Linked DNA regions of Mus musculus: region 1 is linked to region 2. Evidence: chromatin contacts called from public promoter capture Hi-C data. All regions are on one chromosome and are shown on one strand. The core of a region is the stretch at or near the end of the contact, and the rest is flanking DNA. Distances in the headings are between cores, read along the strand shown. Region 1 holds the start of Ppp4r4 (protein phosphatase 4, regulatory subunit 4). Region 2 holds the start of Prima1 (proline rich membrane anchor 1).

Region 1 (3,358 bases), core at 458-2,957, 290 kb before region 2:
AAGTACCCTGTTCAAGGGGAACAGTCCGTCTGAACACCCTCAGCAACTGAGACATGACATTTCAGAAACAGCTCATGTTTGCCCAACAGGCAAAGGGCAGCAATTTGCAAGAAAGAGTGAGACCTACCTGAGCAGATAAACAGCCCTGTCAATATCACTGAGATCTTCATCAACAGTCAGTCTTTCTATTTCTTCTGGTGTCTGTCAAGGATAAAATGCAAATTAGGCACACAAACATTTGGTCACTGTTGGCTCCCAAAGACCCTTGAAGACCCTATTGGTAAAAATTCACAATTATAGCAATGACAACTAATCTGGAATCTGAGGATTGTTCTACACCATATTAAACACAGATCTCCAGTTGAGTGCTGAGAGGGGGGACTATCTGTACTCTTCTGCCTTATAGACTGTAGGACCTCAATGGAATCAACTTCATTACACATACATACCACATGTGAACATATTTACCTATATATTCACATATTTTTTTGTCTTCAACGCAGTACCCCAAGCCGCTACAACATTTTCCACACTGGGAAATGCTTTAAAGGGGAGTTGAATAAAACAGAAAGGACAAGCTTTGTAGCTCCTGTTGGGAACCGAATGAACTCAGACGGAAAGAAAATCAAAGGCTCTAGAAAGGTAATGAAGAACTGGCAAGAAGGGTAGGGAAGGGGCCCATAAACTAGGTTTGTCATCTGTGAGGATGAGGGTTGAAACCCCACAAGGCTGGAAAGATGACTCTGCGGGGTTGGGGAGCGAGGTAGGGGGGGAAACAGAAGGTTGACTCCCCTCAAGGGGGCTGGGGAGCAGGGTCCCGCCTACAGTCCTGGAGGACCTGGGAGGAAAAGGATGCATGGTGACTCAGGATGGGAGGCAAGGGTTGAGGAGAAGCTTTCAAACCCTAAACTAGGGCGACTCTGGGAAGGGTGCCTCTCCTTGGAAGGTGAAGGAGGCCATGCTGCACGGGGAGACCCAAGCTTGATCTTATGCAGAGGTGGGGGTAGGACCGTGAAAGGATGGGACCTGAGACGTCCGGGCGAGAGATGGAACTAGGGCTGTGTGAAACCCAGGATGGGCCAGCGACCAGAACCTGGGACAGCACCACGGGCTGAGGAGCTGGCTGCGGAGGCTGGCCCCGAGAACAGCGGCTTGGCCGTTCCTGGGGGAGGCCGGAGCCGGGTGGGGCGCAGGGCTGGCCGCAGTCGGGGGACCAAGTCGGGGGGGCCCGGCTGATTCCAGTTAGTCAGGGGCAGGTTGATTTCAGTTCGGAGACTGGGCTGGCCGTAGTCAAGGGACCCAGCCGGCTCCAGTCAGAGGAAGGGACTAGCCTCAGTCAGGAGGCAGGGCTAGCTCTAGCCAGGGTAAGGGACTGGTTCCAGTCAGGGGTCAGGGACAGGCCGACCCTTGGCTGCGGCAGGGAATGAAGCTCTGAAGCGGCTGCGGTGACAGGGCGACTGGCGCTGGAGCGCCGAGGGGCAGTCGGACGGCGGGCAGCCCTGAGGGGAGCGTCTCTCGGTCCCGCGCACCTTGAGGCTCCGGCGGACCGGCCTCTCGATGATGGTGAGCTCCTGCAGGTCCTCCATGTAGCCAAACAGGCTGTTCTGCCCGAAATCCATCGCGACGCCGGCGTCGGGCGGCGGCGGATGCATGGACCGCCGAGGGGCTCCCTCGCCGGCCCGCCCGAGCGGCCCCGGGATGCCGGACGCGCGCAGCCCCGCGCCGCCCACCAGAAGGACTCTCTGGTCCCGCTCTCGGCCGCGGGGAAGCAGAGCAAGAGGCCGCAGGCGACGAGAACACGAGCGCGGCGGGAGCCGGAGAGCAGCGCACCGAGGGGGCGGGGCGGGTGGAGGGGGCGGGGCGGGTGGAGGGGGCGGGACCAGAACAGGGAGCCGCCTCAGCGGCCGCCTCGGCCCCGCCCCCGCCCGGGGTCTGCGCGCGAGGTAGGACGCAACTGCCGCGCAACGACGCTCCCTGGTCCGGCTCCCTGGGCCCCCGCCCCACCCTTATGGGGCGAGCCCCGCCCCTCGGCGCGTGCGCAGAGCTCTCCGCGTCCCCAGGCGGCCAGGAGGCGGGCCGGGGGCGGGAAATGGGCGCGGGCAGGCTGAGCCAATGAGAGTGAAGCGGGGGAAGTGTGCAGTGTGCTGGGCTCCTCTGCACCTGTGAGAGTGACTTTCTGGTTATTTGGTGGCTGCTCTGCTGGCCTGCTTCTGGTGTAGACAAGCCCCTGCTAACTCAACTCCCGGCCTAGGGACCCTCGAGTGGCCAAATCAAGCTGGTTTAGTGCCTAGTGTGTGCCTGAGGATAGGAGACAGGTATATGCGAATACAGTTCTGCAGTCCTGACGTTGGAAGAAGGAAAATGTCCCAAAATGCCTTCTTTAAAAAAAAAAAAAAAAAAAAAAAAGACCTATACTGAATCCTGAAAAATCAATAAGGATTTACTAAGAGAGGTTACAGCCAGCCCTTTCGGATAAAACTTGGGCCATGATGAGTGCAGCTCTTCTTAGAGAACTGGGAGGTAGTGCTTAGCACAGTGGGTAGAAAGAGATGTGTAAGACCTCGGTGGAGCACTACCTTGCTCTTGCTCTAGGGGAGCACATTGATTCAACTCGCTTACATTTGGTTCTAGTCAAAATAAGACAGGGAAGGGTTGGAGAGATGACCCAGTTGTTAAAAACACTGGCTCCTCTTCCAGAAGACACAGTTTCTATACCTAGCGCTACTGTAGGGACTAGTAAACCCCTGAAAGTCCAATTCCAGGGCCCTCTTTTGACCGCCTGACAATACGCAGACGTGCACAGCCATTTACATAGGTAAAAGTGCCACACCTGACACTCAGTTCCATCCATTGGACACAGTGAAAGAAGGGACTGAGTCTTACAAGTTGTCCAATGACCTCCACACTCACTCCATCTTACAGGCATGCACACACACACACCACACACATGATGTCTCAAAGAGTAAGAACACTTGCTGGGCAGTTCTAAAGAAATGAATTCAGATCCTAGCACCCACATTTAATAATAATAATTTTTAAAAAGCCAGCATGAGCCTGTAACCCCCACACGTGGGGGCTGAAGACAAAAGGACCCCAAGAGCTTGCAATCTGCCTTCCACTTCCATGAGAGACCCTACCATGACGGAGAAAAGCAGGGCAAGACACTGGATAGCTTCCTCTGGCTTCTTCATGAAACAAACCATTAGCTCTCAAAGCCAGGACAAAGGGCCAAGGTGCCTATTTGATACATCCAATCGGACCTGGTCTCCAGGTTCTCCTAGCATCCCTCATTCCCTGCCTGTTAGAGGGTATGGCTAGCACACTCTGCCCTCTACCCTGAACTCCCCAGCCCAGGGGC
Region 2 (3,483 bases), core at 812-3,311:
TATTGGCATCTTGTAAATTGTGATATTCATACATGAATCTGATTGGGTAATTAAGCATTAAGAATCTTGATGCCATTAAGAGTACTGGGTACTGGGATCTGATGGCTGACTGTGGGGTGCGTGGTATGGAGAGAAACTCTGGGATGGGCTCGGGGCGTTGGGGAGTGCCGGAGAGATGGTCCTGTGGTCAGGTGTGACTGGAGAATTGGCAGCCGGCAGGAGCTAGAAAGTGTGGTCCGGCCCCGTGGAGAGTTGGTGGTTCATTTTTTTTCATATTTCCTGCAACTAGGTGTTTGTAAATATTATACAAAACAAATGACTGGATAAACAAAGGGACAAATGTCTCCATATTTTTGTCCACGGGACTACCAGACCTGCTGGCATATTCCCACAGCCCTGGACCACTTTGTCTTCATTCTCTTGATCAGTGTAGGCCCCTGTCTCGATGACAGTGGAGCATCACAGTGTTGGCAACATGTTGACATGGTCCTCTGACCTTCCCCTCCCCGGTTCTTGGTAAGGGAAGGCCTCATTCACATCTGCTGTGCCAGTCTCTCTAGTAGAACTGGGCATGTGTGGGGGCTCACAAGTTCATCAGCTAGGTACGCACTAAGAAGGGGAGGCCTTGCTGCTGTGCTCTGATGAAGGAAGCTGCAGGAGAATTGGTCTGAAACCTGCTTTGCAAAGCACTTTGTACTTTTGTGAGTTTACCTGGAGTGACTTGGGGACAGCCAAGGGGAACTAAGTAACTTTCTTAACCAGTGGGCTGTGGTATCTACCCTCGGTTATAAGCCTCCGGTTCTCTTACCTAACCCCAGGCAGAATTGCCCAGCTCTTTGCGACTTTGACTGGAATGGTCACACCCCCACCTCCAGGGAACATCAATCAGAGCATTTAATAAAGCGCTATCACCAGATGAGCAGGGCGCCTGCGTGGCGCCTGGGAAGGCTCCTGTAGGAAGGAGCAGCATGCAGCTTGTTTGAACGAGATGCAACCAGCTCCTTCCTGAAGAACCGACTTGTTGATAATCTTGCATCAAACAGGAGTTTGTGGATAGTGGAGGAAAAGTCCTGGGGAGAAGGCTTTCCCTGAAATGTCACAACTCCCCCTAAGACACAGCGGAGTTAATAGAGAGGTCCCGAGGTCATGATTGCCAAATGGAGGGAGGTCAGGCACATTGCTTTGGAGGGCTAGCCAGCACCATCCTAGCTCAGCACACACAGGGGAAAGGGGGCGCCGCTATGATAGTGTACAGACGGGGTCCCCACTAGTCAGACCTTACTACCACCTTCCCGCAGCCTGGGGGATGAACTTGAGGGAAGGGCAAGCAGAAGCAGGTTGCCACTGTCACTGGGAGTCCTCGGCCTCTAGGGTGAATAAATAAATTATTAAGCGCCCAATACACAATAGCCTCGCTAGATGGAGACGAGGAATCACTGCAGCGGCGCTGGCGGCCGCGGCAGCGGGGAGCGCGGGCGGGAGTGCAGCCCGGGAGGGAGGCGGGCGAGGCTCTGGCTCCGCTCACGTCTGTTTTCCTTTTTCGTGCATTATTTATTTCGCCTCCGCCCGCGGCCCTGCTGCCGGAGCGGGTGCTCCGGGCCGGCGCCTCTCGCCCGCTGCCTCCCGCGGGCCCCGGGCACCCTGCGCCCCGGGCAGCCGCTCGGCGCCACCAGGAAGGGCGGGGACCGGGGCGGCGCAGGGACCCGTGGCTGGGCTGAAGGAGGACTCCTGCGGCCCGCTCGCGGAGGACCCGAGGACACTTTCCCCACCCTCTGCCTGGGCTGCCCGACCTCGGAAGTGGCCGCCTTTCCCGGCCCGCGCGCGGCCAAGCGGAGCCTGGAGCTCCGTGCGAGTGCGCCGCGCCCCGGTCTCCCAGATCAGCTGCCCTGGAGGCCCAAGCAGCGCGCAAACTTTTGCTCCAGCGCCCCGCGCTCGTCCTCTGCAAGTGAAGCCCCCGAGCGCGCGCGCAGCCGCCAGGGTGAGCTTAGAGGCCCCGCCTAGAGGGCGGGGGACTGGGGAGGCGGCTGGCTTTAAATGGGGGCCGTCCGGCTGCTGAGAGCAGAGCTGCTGTGGGGGCAACCCTGACCTCCCTTCTCCGTGTCGACGATCGGTGGGGGTCGCCACCAGGCAAGGTGGCGTGAGGCATCGGAGGGGTGCGGGCGGTGATGGGGGCGTGCAGGAAAACCTACGCCTGCCCGGGAACAGGAGCTGGGGTTTGGGCGGCAAATGGGGGCACGTACGGAGGTGCCTATGAGACAGTGTGCGCACTGAAGTCCCTGGGGCAGAAAGACTACATGCAGCGAGTGATTTGGTGGTACTGTGCAAGCAGAGTCAAGTGTGCGGACGGGAGTCGGTGGCGGTGCATGGGGGTCACAGTGCGTGCGCGCGCAGAGTGAGTGATTCACTCTGGGTTTGAAGCGTACTCCTAGTCAGAGTTGTGCATGGCCGTTTCTGGGTTTGTATGAGGTTCAATAAGTGTGTTTGGATGTTTCTGGGGGTGTGCACGGGATCAAGGTGTGCATGCGGTATTCTGAAGGGGAGGGGGTGTGCTCCAGGATAGGTAGGTGTGAGTTCTGGGAAGCACCGAGAGTCAGCAAGTGTGTGCGCACTGGAAGGAAGATGAAGACTTGCTTTGCGCAGGTGCCCCAAAGTGCGGGGCAAGTGAGTCCTCATCGAGTTGGTTCTTGAATTGGTGCTATGGTTTATGCAGTGTCCACCTGACTCAAGCCTTGCTCCCTTGACAGTTAGCTCACCAGTGGGCGCCGCAGGCCGAGATGCTACTCCGGGACCTGGTGCTGCGCCATGGCTGCTGCTGGCCCTCACTTCTGCTGCACTGTGCGCTGCACCCACTCTGGGGTTTAGTTCAGGTGAGAAGCGGGCAGAGGCCTCCTGGGAAGGGGGTAGGGTCACTTCAGAGCTCCCCCTACAGCCACCTACTGAGTGGTCTTGGGGATACTTGGGGAGGAAGAAAAACTGGTCAAGTATAACATGCTCTGACCCTGAAAAAAAATAAGAAACTTTGCAAAGAGTCTCAGTTGTGGCCTAAGGCCTGCAGTACTGAATGAACGTGATATAGGAAGGTGCTAAGACCTCATAGTGAACTCTACTGCAGCTTTTATGGAAAGAAACAAACTTATAAACAAACAAACAACAATACCAAAAAAAACCCAACCCCCCCCCAAAAAAAAAATCCCACAGTGGTGCCTTGTTTCCTACCAGATTCGACCCCTAAACTTCAAATTAGCCTTCCAACTAACTGTCTCCAACCTGGGGTAAGGGCTGTGTTTCTTCTAAGTGGTGGCTGGGGAGGTGGATGGTGACCCACGATTCATGCAAAACACAGTCTGTCAAGACTGCTGGAGGACAAACCCTCACCTTTGACCTCCCAGTCTTCAGGACAGAGACCAAGCCCCCACTAACTCCAGTTACTCGAGGTGATTGGATGGGATGTTCTCTAGTCCTGCCCTTAAACCCCCGTTGACC

The links. Promoter capture Hi-C pulls out the DNA fragments that hold promoters and counts their contacts.
Region 1: a promoter capture Hi-C map of pre-B cells shows a contact between it and region 2, with 4 times the contacts expected there. The contact joins the promoter of Ppp4r4 here to the promoter of Prima1 in region 2. A contact is called at or near these places in 2 of 39 promoter capture datasets (the C10 cell line and pre-B cells), 1 of 484 Hi-C or Micro-C datasets (embryonic stem cells) and 1 of 9 other capture datasets (liver).

The regions. Positions count from the first base shown.
Region 1 is chr12:103,530,914-103,534,271 of GRCm38.p6, reverse strand. Ppp4r4 (protein phosphatase 4, regulatory subunit 4) reads right to left here and starts at 1,707. Exons shown (of 25, transcript NM_028980.3): 1 at 1,530-1,707; 2 at 128-201. The coding sequence starts at 1,652.
Region 2 is chr12:103,240,724-103,244,206 of GRCm38.p6, reverse strand. Prima1 (proline rich membrane anchor 1) reads left to right here and starts at 2,061. Exons shown (of 5, transcript NM_133364.2): 1 at 2,061-2,132; 2 at 2,745-2,867. The coding sequence starts at 2,775.